2 separate regions of the Mus musculus genome follow, and region 1 is linked to region 2. Evidence: chromatin contacts called from public Hi-C data. All regions are on one chromosome and are shown on one strand. The core of a region is the stretch at or near the end of the contact, and the rest is flanking DNA. Distances in the headings are between cores, read along the strand shown.

Evidence for each region. Hi-C and Micro-C count contacts between places; a contact is called where the count stands out from the background.
Region 1: a Hi-C map of liver shows a contact between it and region 2, with 3 times the contacts expected there. The contact joins the promoter of Tmem30b here to the enhancer-like site in region 2. A contact is called at or near these places in 2 of 484 Hi-C or Micro-C datasets (liver and nephron progenitors), 4 of 115 datasets of contacts at active chromatin or transcription factors (bone marrow-derived macrophages and embryonic stem cells) and 1 of 9 other capture datasets (pancreatic islet).

The regions. Positions count from the first base shown.
Region 1 is chr12:73,544,059-73,549,819 of GRCm38.p6, reverse strand. It overlaps Tmem30b (transmembrane protein 30B), which reads left to right and starts at 3,425. Exons shown (of 1, transcript NM_178715.3): 1 at 3,425-5,761. The coding sequence starts at 3,481. The coding sequence ends at 4,542. 2210039B01Rik (RIKEN cDNA 2210039B01 gene) reads right to left here and starts at 1,337. Exons shown (of 4, transcript NR_044985.1): 1 at 1,249-1,337; 2 at 679-751.
Region 2 is chr12:73,480,037-73,485,326 of GRCm38.p6, reverse strand. All of the region lies in intron 2 of Gm34080 (a long non-coding RNA gene), which reads right to left. Among named protein-coding and RNA genes, the nearest start is that of Gm34016, 27 kb to the left of the region's middle. Within about 2 kb of position 3,671, at least 35 of the 459 cell types and tissues checked have an H3K27ac peak or open chromatin away from gene starts, as enhancers often do. A contact at or near this core is called in liver, where this site is marked.

The DNA of each region.
Region 1 (5,761 bases), core at 2,176-4,675, 65 kb before region 2:
CAAGTGTGCTTGCTGACTGGGGCCATTGATCTGTACTGAGGTGAAGCTGTAGTAAAAAAAAATCTGAGCCCAAGCAGGAAGAGAGAGGGCAGCAAAACAGAACCCCATGATCAAGGGACGGAGGGAGGGCAAGTTCTTATGAACTCCAAGAGGGAGGTGAGAGGGAAACAAGCTGGCAGGAGCTGAGGGACTGCACCGTGGGACTGCAGGTGGGCTGTAGTTCCTGGGGGAAGGCATGGGACATGGAGGGGTGGCAGCAAGTGTCTTTAGTAGAGACCCTCAAGGCTGTCCACATGGTGGGTTGCCCTAAGGGGGGGGGGGGGTAGCAGGAGGCTGCAGGAGACAGAGAGATACTTCTGGAGCGCCAATTGGGAGAAAGAAAGGAAAAGAGTCCCAGGCTGCTGTAGGCAGAGCTGCAGCTCCTGATAGAGACCCAAACAATACAGCAGGAGGGGCGAGCAGGAGAAAAGGGAGGCAGTTACAGGGGTGTATAGGCTAGAGGCAGAGCAGGCTGCAGGAACCAGCGCCCACGTGGAAGGCATAAAAGGCAGAGCCCAGGGAGACAGGAACAGTTAGAAAGCAGGGGGAGAAAGCAACAGCTGGAGAGCCAGACTCCAGAATTTGGACTCAAATCTTGTGGGTGGCCGAAGCCATCAGAAACAAATGATCATTACGTACCTTAAGAGAGTCAGCTCCGCAGCTCAGTCCGGAACGGCCACGTTCCCCAGAAGCGAGCTCATTTATACCATTCCTGTGGTTTCGGCACAAAATAAACAAGTAAAAGAAATAAAAAGTAAAAGACAAGGAAACGTGACAGGTCCTGGGTACAGTGAAGGAGGTTTATTATAGTTATATGGGAGAGCACAGGCAGGGGCAGCAATCTCTGGGAAAGGCCAGAGTGGCCATAACCAGACTGAGCTGTGCCTTGTGAGGAGAGGGGGAGGAGAGAGGAGAGAGGGGAACCAGGTACAGCAGCCAGGAGGACCAAAGGTTCAAAGAGAGTGGGTAACCCAAATGGTTGGATTATATAGGAGAGAGCAACCCAACCCCCTAGATGGAGAGTTCAGGATAAGGAGTGGGATACAGCAGCCAGGAGGGCCCTGGACCAGGTAGGGACTGCAGAACTGCGGGGAGAACCTGGTGGCCAGGTCTGTGTTGCTATGTTAAATGGGCACCTGTCTGCCTTGTCCTGGGCTGGAGACCTAACACATCCGGCTTGACCTTTCTGTTGTGTTTAATCCTACTGACCGTTTTATGCTCTGAAACCTCCACCTCTTTCTGCTCTGGCTTCCCTATCCGTGAACGAGTGTGCTGCTGCCTTTACACCATCCGGGAAAGCTCTGAGTTCCCCGTGTGAGCTTGCAGGGTGTGGTGGCCGTGTGACTGTAGACTTAAGATCCATTAGATAAAGTCGTGAGAACTGGACTCCTTCCTGCAGCCAGGATCACACAGAAGGGTGAATCAATGACATGGGGTGGGTGGAAGTCTCCAGAAGGGTAAAGAGATCTGTCTATTCTTTTATTAAAAGATTAAAAGTGTTAGGGAAACTTTTTGACCCTTTGGGATTCGCTTTTGTGGGGTAGAGGAATAAAGGTAGAAGTGAGGACAGCTGTAGCATTCTCTAAGTTAGCACTTCCAAGCCATAGTCAGTCAATGGAACAAAATCAACCTAACGTCACTCTCATCCACATGTGATGTGACCACATGCCAGCTACTGGCTATTCTGTTCTTATTCCTATGTACTACGTGCCTGCCTCAGGTTTCTATTCCTGTGATAAAATACCAGGACAGAAAGCAACTTGAGAAGGAAGGGCTTATTTCAGACTACACTTCCACACCGCAGTCCATCATCAAAGAACTCAGGGAAGGAACCCGGAGGCGGGAACTGAAGCAGAAGTCATGGAGGAACACTGGCTTGCTCAGCATGCCCTCATCCCTTCTCCATGACCTCCCCGCCCAGTGGGGGCTCCGCCCACCGGGGGCCCCGCCCACATCAATCATCAAACAGAACAACACCCCTCCGGCTTGCCCACATCTTCTCCATGTGGTTCCTTCTTCTCAGATAACTCTAGTACAAACAAACAAACAAATAACAGCCGGAGAGTGCCTTATTAGACTACTAAGATTCCAGTTTGGCCTAATTGCCATTTCTTCTACATTGTTCGGCACAGGGCTGAAGACTTGGAAGACAACATTAAAAATATTTCCAACAGCTCTTAGTTTTCCAAGTCTCTTTGGATTTGGATAAACGGGTATGCACGAATAACAGAGAAAGCACTTAAGCTATTCACACTGTATGAGCTGCAGGAGTGTACTTCTGTACCTAAGGAAGATTCCATGCATAGCCCCCTGTGCCCTTGTGTATTCTAACCAACCCCGAGACAAACAAAAACAACAAACAAACCAGCCCCAAGGCCCAGGCTGGTTGGAGTTTTCATACAGCCTATACATCCTTCTAGTTCAACTAGGACCAAACACGCAAATGTCCTTGGCTGTGGATATCAGCGAGGCCCTCCAGGGCCTTGGGTCGGGCCTTTCTCTAATCAAGAAGATCTGAAAAGAACATCACATTCAGGCCACAGCATTTTTTTTTCTCATTGGTGGTTCCTCCCACCAGCTAGAGAAGACATTCAAAGGCTGCAAACTCTCCCAGTCATTGATTCTTAATAAATCATTTTATTTTTACAGAACTTTTCACCTTTTGTAGTTATTAAACCAGACTGGAGCATTTGGCTAGGAACTAATCCCCCCCTTACATAAAAAGGGGAGAATAAGAACTCCACGTTGAAATTGATACAGCTACCACAATGTAACTCCCAGGGCACTGTATTTTGTGCTTGAAAACTAAGTGAAACCCTACTTAAGACTCACCCTTTTCCTTAAATAACGAGGATTAACAGCCTTAACGAGGTAATAAATAATCAAGCCAACAGAACCCCACCCTGGAGCAAGCTCTGGGGTGGAACTTTCTTGTTTAAGTCAGGCTTGTGATCTGGGGAAAGTTGCTCGGGCCCTGTGGAAGGAGACAGGAACCTGACCAAAGAGATGACCCACTCTGAGCCCATCACTTGCCCACGGAGGAGCGGGAGAGCTGGGAGGAGGAGGGGAGGAGAAGTGGGAGGAGGGAGAGAAGGAGGAATAGAGAGGAGGAGGAGTCAGACAGGGAGGATCGAAGGGCCAGAGCCTGGTGTGGTGAGGAGCCTCGCCCTGCTCACCTGGGAAGGGCGCCATGCAGGGGCGGAGCCAGTCCCAGGTCACCTGGGCGGTGGCGGAACTGAGCAGTCCCGGGGCAGAGGCAGCGCGCCCCGCAATCGGCCTCACCTGCGTGGGGGGCGGGGCTGGCGCACCTGCGCGGGCGGGCGGGCTGGGGGCGGGGCCGGGGAGCAGCCGTCGAGCTGAGCAGGCGAGCGGAGGCGGGAGGCTCGCCGCTGATCCTGGGTTGAGAGTCGGCGGCCGCAGGCCCCGGCTGAGATCCCCGCCATGACCTGGAGCGCCACGGCGCGGGGCGCGCACCAGCCCGACAACACCGCCTTCACTCAGCAGCGCCTCCCCGCCTGGCAGCCGCTGCTGTCGGCGGGCATCGCGCTGCCGCTCTTCTTCTGCGCCGGCCTGGCGTTCATCGGCCTGGGCCTGGGCCTCTTCTACTCCTCCAACGGCATCAAGGAGCTGGAGTACGACTACACCGGCAACCCCGGCACCGGCGATTGCTCGGTGTGCGCCGCCAAGGGCCAGGGCCGCGCTCCGCCGCCCGGCTGCGCTTGCTCCTGGAGCTTTACGCTGCCCGAGCTCTTCCCGGGCCCCGTGTACCTCTACTACGAGCTGTCCAACTTCTACCAGAACAACCGGCGCTACGGCGTGTCCCGCGACGACGCGCAGCTCAGCGGCCTGGCCAGCGCGCTGCGCCACCCGGCCAACGAGTGCGCCCCCTACCAGTTCCGCTCCGACGGTCTGCCTATCGCACCGTGCGGCGCCATCGCCAACAGCCTCTTCAACGACTCCTTCTCGCTCTGGCACCAGCGCCAGCCCTCGGACCCCTTCGTCGAGGTGCCGCTCGATCGCACCGCCATCGCCTGGTGGACCGACTACCACGTCAAGTTCCGCAACCCGCCGCTGGTGAACGGCAGCCTGGCGCTGGCCTTCCGCGGCACGGCGCCGCCGCCCAACTGGCACCGGCCGGTTTATGAGCTCAGCCCGGATCCCAACAACACCGGCTTCATCAACCAGGACTTCGTGGTGTGGATGCGCACCGCGGCGCTGCCCACGTTCCGCAAGCTCTATGCGCGCATCCGCCAGGGCAACTACTCCGCCGGTCTGCCCCGGGGCACCTACCGTGTCAACATCACCTACAACTACCCGGTGCGCGCCTTCGGCGGCCACAAGCTCATCATTCTTAGCAACATCTCTTGGATGGGTGGCAAGAACCCTTTCCTGGGCATCGCCTACCTGGTCGTTGGCTCCCTCTGCATCGTCATGGGCTTTGTCATGCTGGTCGTCTACATTCGCTACCAGGACCAGGACGACGACGACAACGATGATGAGTGATCCTGCTTCCCAAGAAACCCTGCCTGCTTCTTGGCCAAGCCGCTTTTAGCGGTGGCCTTTGTTCCTAACACAACTTCAGGCCCACAGATCTGTTGTGGAAGATGGGCCTGGTGAAGGGAATTACCCGCCACGGGACTGTTCTCAGGTTCTGGACTGCAGAGTGACACATCTTGCCATTTTCCCCATCTTCTCCATGGCTTACCGACTTGACACGCCAGGTCCTTAAGATTCCTGGATTGGAACTCATTAAGACCAACAGCCAGGATCCCGATTTTGAGCCTAAACTTTTGTTCCTTCCTCTAGGCACACCTCCCTCCGCTTTCTGGGAGGGAGATATCAGATGGGGCGGGGAAGTGTTGGGATGGCAAATGATACCCGCTGATTGCCCGCAGAGGCACAGAGGAGCAGGGAAAGCATATTGGTTAAGATTTAAGTCGATGACGAGGCACCAGGCCCCTCAGGTTCTGACACAGTAAGGCCAGGATGAGCAAGCTTCTCTGGAATCCTTGTGCCCTTGAATTGGAATCTTGAGCCAGGTTGGGCCTGAAGTACTCACCTGAATTCAGTTTTACCTGTAATAATTTGTTCCCGTGAACGGTGGCAATCATAGTGCTCCTGTTTGGTCCTAAACACATAGGAAGGAAGCTGGCAATTTGTGGAATGAGCAAGAAAACTTGCTAGGTCTAGGAAAGTGCAGATCTGCAGGGCAGAAGTGCGTCATTAAATGTAAAAGCAAACTTAAGAAGACGCCGTGTAAAAATCTGAAAACGCAAGAGCAGTCTGCATGGCTCAGGGGCAAGTGTTTTAACCTGAGAAACCCGACTGCAAATGATCTTAGTGGGAAGCAGTTTCCTTGCAACCCTGAGGGACCGAGTTTTGCCTTCTTTCTCAACACCCCACCCCCACCTTGAATCATGCTGAAGGGAATAATTTAACTCATTTGTATTATCTTCACAAAGAACTATCTTAAACCCAGTTTCAACTCTCAAATGAAACCCATTTCTACTGATCACGTTAAAGATTGATAAGGAATATATTCTAATATGCAAAATAGACTCCCAATTATTTTAGCCTTTAAGACAATGCTAAAATTACTCAGCTGATTTTATCTGATTGCCTACAATTGATACAAAGCTAGTCTCAGAGGCAAGTGGGACATTTTTATTTTATTTTTATGGAACAATAATTTCAAAGAAAATTAAAAATAAAATTTCCCATG
Region 2 (5,290 bases), core at 2,422-4,921:
GTTTTCTGGGCTGACACTTGCAATTGTGTTAGAGAGTAGAACATACCGCAGACTAATTCACCAGCACAACTCCCAAGGAGCTGAGAGTCTGGACCTGCCCACAGCTGCTCCTGGTTTACCCTTGAGTCCGGGAATTCTGCAAGGCTACCGAAGCAATACCTATCTTCTCTGACTTCCTATTTGCCGGTGGCTACAGGATCCATACCACAGATGGCTTCTGCACAGAGCTGCACAGGCGGGTGCTGGTGAGACACCCTCGTAGAAGTACTTTTGTGTCAAATTATGGAGCTCTTGCCGTGGCCACAACTCTGACAGAGTCTCTCCTGGCAGTTCTCACTATCGAGATGTCTGTGAGATGCCCCCTGCTGTGGTTTGCATGTGAAATGTCCTCATAGGCCCATGTGTTTGGACACCTGGCTCCCAGCTGGTTTGGAAGACTTTGGAGTCTTTAGGTGCAGGAGCCTTGTAGGAAGAAATAGATCACAGGGATGGGATTTAAGGTGTCATAGACTGGTCCTTGATGCCTCTCTGCCTCCTGAATGGAAATACAATGTGGCCAACCAGCTTCCTGATCCTAAAACTTCCCTGCCTGTTGCAATGCCTTCTGTAATCAATCAATCAATCAATCAATCAATAATGAAAAAAAATAATAAAAAAACCCACAAACCAAAACCCCTAGTACACTCCCTTTACATTGTTGTTTGTTTGGTTTGGTTCTTTCTCCTGTGTTCTGGCCAGGGTATTTTTGTCACAGCAACAGAAAAGAAACTCATACACTCCCCTTCACCTTCCAGGCTTCTCTATTGCTATTGTTTTAACAGTGTCTATATTGAGGTAACATCATCATATATTTAGATTTAAATGTATTAATATTTTATTTAGATCAAATAAACTGTATTAGGTTTCTGGCAGTGCTCACAAATTTAATCGGGCGCCGAATGCAGACAGAGGCAAGGAGGTCTAGACTCAGCTGGAGTGACTAAGACTGAGATAAAGCTTAAGAAGCAAGCTCCATTTTCATTGTGAATCTATGTAACCCTTAGGACCAGTGCGTTCAAAGAGGGTTTCACAAAGGTGGTCACACACCATTTTTTCAATCGATTCTTTCTAGAGTCTTAAAGTCTACCCGTGCCGGGTGTGGTGGCGCATGCCTTTAATCCCAGCACTCGGGAAGCAGAGGCAGGCGGATTTCTGAGTTCGAGGCCAGCCTGGTCTACAAAGTGAGTTCCAGGACAGCCAGGACTATACAGAGAAACCCTGTCTAGAAAAAAACAACAACAACAAAACAAAACAAAACAAAACAAAACAAAACAAAACAAAAAGTCTACCCGTGGATCATGCCAAGGCAAGCAGGAGACATGGCTCACATCCTCAGCTCCCAACAGGTGGATTTGGCTGAATTGTGTTTTGATGAGATGCTGCCACCACACAGTGAAGATTAGTGGTTTTAAAATGGTCGTGAAATTCCTGTTTGGTGGCAGAAATTATGATGGAGTTATTCACACAAAAAAACCCTCATACAGAAAGCAGTTAGTGACTGCTTTATAAAACCCTGGAGGAAATTCCTTCTATGCAGGTTGAACCTGTAAGAATATGGATGCCTGTGAGCCCTGGTTTTGGTCCCCCATTCCATCCTTCTTTTCTTCCCTCTCTCCCTCCCTTTCTTCCCTCCCCTTCCTTCATCTACTCTCTCACCTCCTCCTTTTGTTCTTTTTTCAAGATGGAGACTTGCTATGTTACCCAGGCTACCATCAAACGCCTGGGCCAAAACAGGCTTCCTGTCTCAGCCTTCCTCACTGAGACTGTAGGCATGCACCCATGCCCTTCTGGAATCTTGGCTTCTCTCTCATGTCTCTCCCTTGCAACCTTGTCCTTCATATATCCTGCTCTCGCTTCTTGCATCGAAAACTTGAACAAAAGAAAGCACACCAACTGTAACAGCTTGAGGTATGTCAGTGTTTTCTTGAGGGATCAGAACAAAACTGCTCTCTGTGCAGATGTGTTGTCACCTGAAAGTCACCTGCTTGCTTAGCTTCTTCTCCTTCCTACTCTGTTGTCCCCATGGACAAATACTTTCTTAATGAGTGACCCACACAAAAATCTGTGTATAGGGGGTGATGTTGCCTGGCAGTACCCTCCTTCCTTCTACCTTCATGTGACCGCTGAGTCTCCATGATTCTGCCTCTGATATACATTTAAGACCTGCCCAGCTCTCTCTTCCTTGCTGCCCCCATTGCACTTCCTTAGCAACAGCCCAGTTTCAGAGCTGTTCTGTGTGTGGTAACCAACAGTGCTTCCCCTAACAGAAGCTGCTGTACCATCTCTTCGCTTGTTGATCTTCAGGAATGTCACACTGACCTTAAAAGAAAGAGTAAGCTTTTAACTGGCCTTGCAAGACCCTTCCTCATCAGGACTGGGCTCTTTGGCAGACACCTCCTTCCTCCTTCCTCCTTCCTCCTTCCTGCTTCCTGTTTCTTGCTTCTTCTTTCCTCTTCCTCCTCCCTCCCCCTTCTTCCTCCTCCCTACCTTGTGTTCAACTCACAAAGCTTCTTTGTCAGCCAGACTTTGGGCAGGTAACAGTGACTCTTCCCAACGCTCTCCCTTTTTCTCTCTTTCTCGGCACTTTTTAAAAGAAACCATTTGCTTAACAAGTATTTCTTATGTCCCTGCCAGGTGCGAGGCCTTGCGAGTGGATCTGAGGTCTGTGGTTGCATGAATATTCTTGGGCTGTCAGCCTGAGGACACTTTCCTAGTGACACCCTCACAGTCCACCTACCCTGAGCCACGGAACATGTGGGCTGCTGTGAGCTCCCAAAACATCTGGACCAGCAACCAGACTTGGACTGTCGGCTGGTGTGAAACTCTTGATGGCCAGCTCTCAGAGAGCCAAGGGTGGGGCTATCTTCTATTCTGCAGAGGCAGATCCTGGGATGGACGCTGGCACGTACTAGGTGCTCAGTAAACAATCCTTCAATGAAAAATTCTCACTTTCACATTACATGTGGCTCACAGGGAAGTCCTTTTTGCTCTGGCCCCATTTGTCATGGCCTCAGGTGTGGAAGAGCCTTACCCAGGCCCTGCTTAAGTGTTCTTGGGCGATGGGCTCAGGAATAGCCCACACTGCCTTTGGTCAGGAGACACTTTTTGTCCACTAATTTTCATAACCTTGTCTGTTTGGGAGAAAATCTAATCCAGATGTTCCCAATTCATTAACATTAAACTCATCACCATGGGACACCCTAACAGATTTTGATGGCCATGAAGTCCTTCTTCACAAAACAGGCTTTGCCAGCTATTAAATAAGCATAAGACCTCAGTTTGCATTTGGGTCCAAATTTAGACTCAGCAAAAATGGGGGTGTGTGTGGGGGGGGTAAAGTTTGGCAATTCTGTCATCTCTCTCTCTCTCTGTGGAGGCACAGATGGGATTTCACAGACCTTGGAATGTAGATTTCCTAACGATGCGGTGAGTGTCATGGTGTGATGTTCCAGCCACCAGAAGGGCAAGGAAACCAGGCTTCTGTGCCTTTATGATCCCTTCAGTTCATCCTAGAGAGAACTAGGAGACAACCGAGAGAGCAAGAAAGGTGTCAGACAACAGTGGGTAGGCAAGCACACACATGTGCACAAAGATACACACCCCAAACTGAAACAGCCTAGCGATTCACTACCACACCCGGGCACTGAAGTGTGCTAAGCCTTCCAGGAGGCAAAGAGCTGAGGTCACCAGCCCCCTCCTCCCTCTCCCTCTCCCTCTGCTTTGCTCTGCCCACCCTTCTTTCTCTGACATAAGGGTATTTTTTGGCACACACAAAAAATGGCTTCTCGTTCCATCGAATTAACTCAACGCTACAAAACTAACTCGAAGTGATCTGTGAGAATATTTTATGGCTCAGAAAATGTGTGTACAAGGGTGGTTCTCTGGAACTGTTGGGAAATGCTGTCTTGGCACAGCGAGTTGCTCCCTCCACAAACTTTGGATGTTGCAATCTATTTGTTTCAAAGGCTATTACAATCAATGGACTAGGAAGATCCAAAGACAAGAGTCCAATGTCATTTATTCTTGAATATTCGGTTCTCATTGCTTGGCACATGGTTCCTGAAATAGCTGATGAATGAATGAATGATTCTATCAATCAATGCTTCTGTATTAAGCAGAGATTTCAGGTCTCACTGTCCAGGTTTAGATAGTTATAGAGACAGGCCAACGTAGGATGGAGAGAGGGAAGGAGAGAGGGGAAGAAAGGCAAGGCAAGACTCCCACTTCCTCACGATCCCATGAGCAGAACCTCAGAATTTTAAACAATTCGTTCAAGTAGCAGCAACATGCTTTGAGCAAAACCCTACATTAGTATTCGTTGACTGCATGTTTTGCCTCCATTTTATAGCCTGCTTTGGGTGGCAACACCCTGCAAGCTTGCCATTCCTCTGCCTTCCCAGGTTGCCACCATTCTAACACCAACAACACAAACATGCAAGTCTGAAGCACCCATGTACCGGTGGCTCCGTGATCTAGGATACCCAGTTTCTGCAGAGCTCCAAAGTCAATGGCGCCTGTGAGTAAGGAATAAAGCAGTCACATGATTTGGGTGTTTGGGGTTTTTTTGTTTTGTTTTTTGTGGTTTTTATTATTTTTTTTTTTTGAAAAAATTTTAATCGTGTTTTCTTCGTATGTGATTGGATTTCCTTAGTCATCCTGAAAGCCACAGGCTTGCTAGAAGACCACATCAGTGCTTGGATGCAGAGGCACGGCCTCTGTCTGAAAGGAAGGGAGAGATGATGTCATTGCTAGCCGTGAAGGACTGGAGGGATTACAAGATTTGAAGTGGGATTTGAGTAAACCTCTGGTGCTGCTGGCGGCCTGTTCACCTGTACAGAACTGCCTCCCGCCCGCCTCTGCAGCTATAATTACTGTCCTCTTGGCTGGGGATTCTGACAGCTTGCTTTGGGTCATTTTTTCCACTCTGAGTTTCAAGGGATTTTTACCACAGACTTGGTTCTCTCCATTCTACTCTTATTCAGATCTTTTGGACATGATTTCACATTGCGAGCACCCTGAAGTGTCAGAGGGGTATTAATGGAACGGTACCCTTGTCGGCTTAGGAGCTTCGATGGAGAAGCAATTACGGAGGCGAGGAGTGGACCACAGCCATTTAGGGATCACTTCAGCCCTCAGAGGGCTGCACAGCTGTGCTTGGCTTTCTTACTCTTGTGAGACTGCGTGACTGCTATTCAAGTTATTTTCATAGCAACGGGCCAGACTTTTGGTGTGTCCAACTCGTACAAAGATC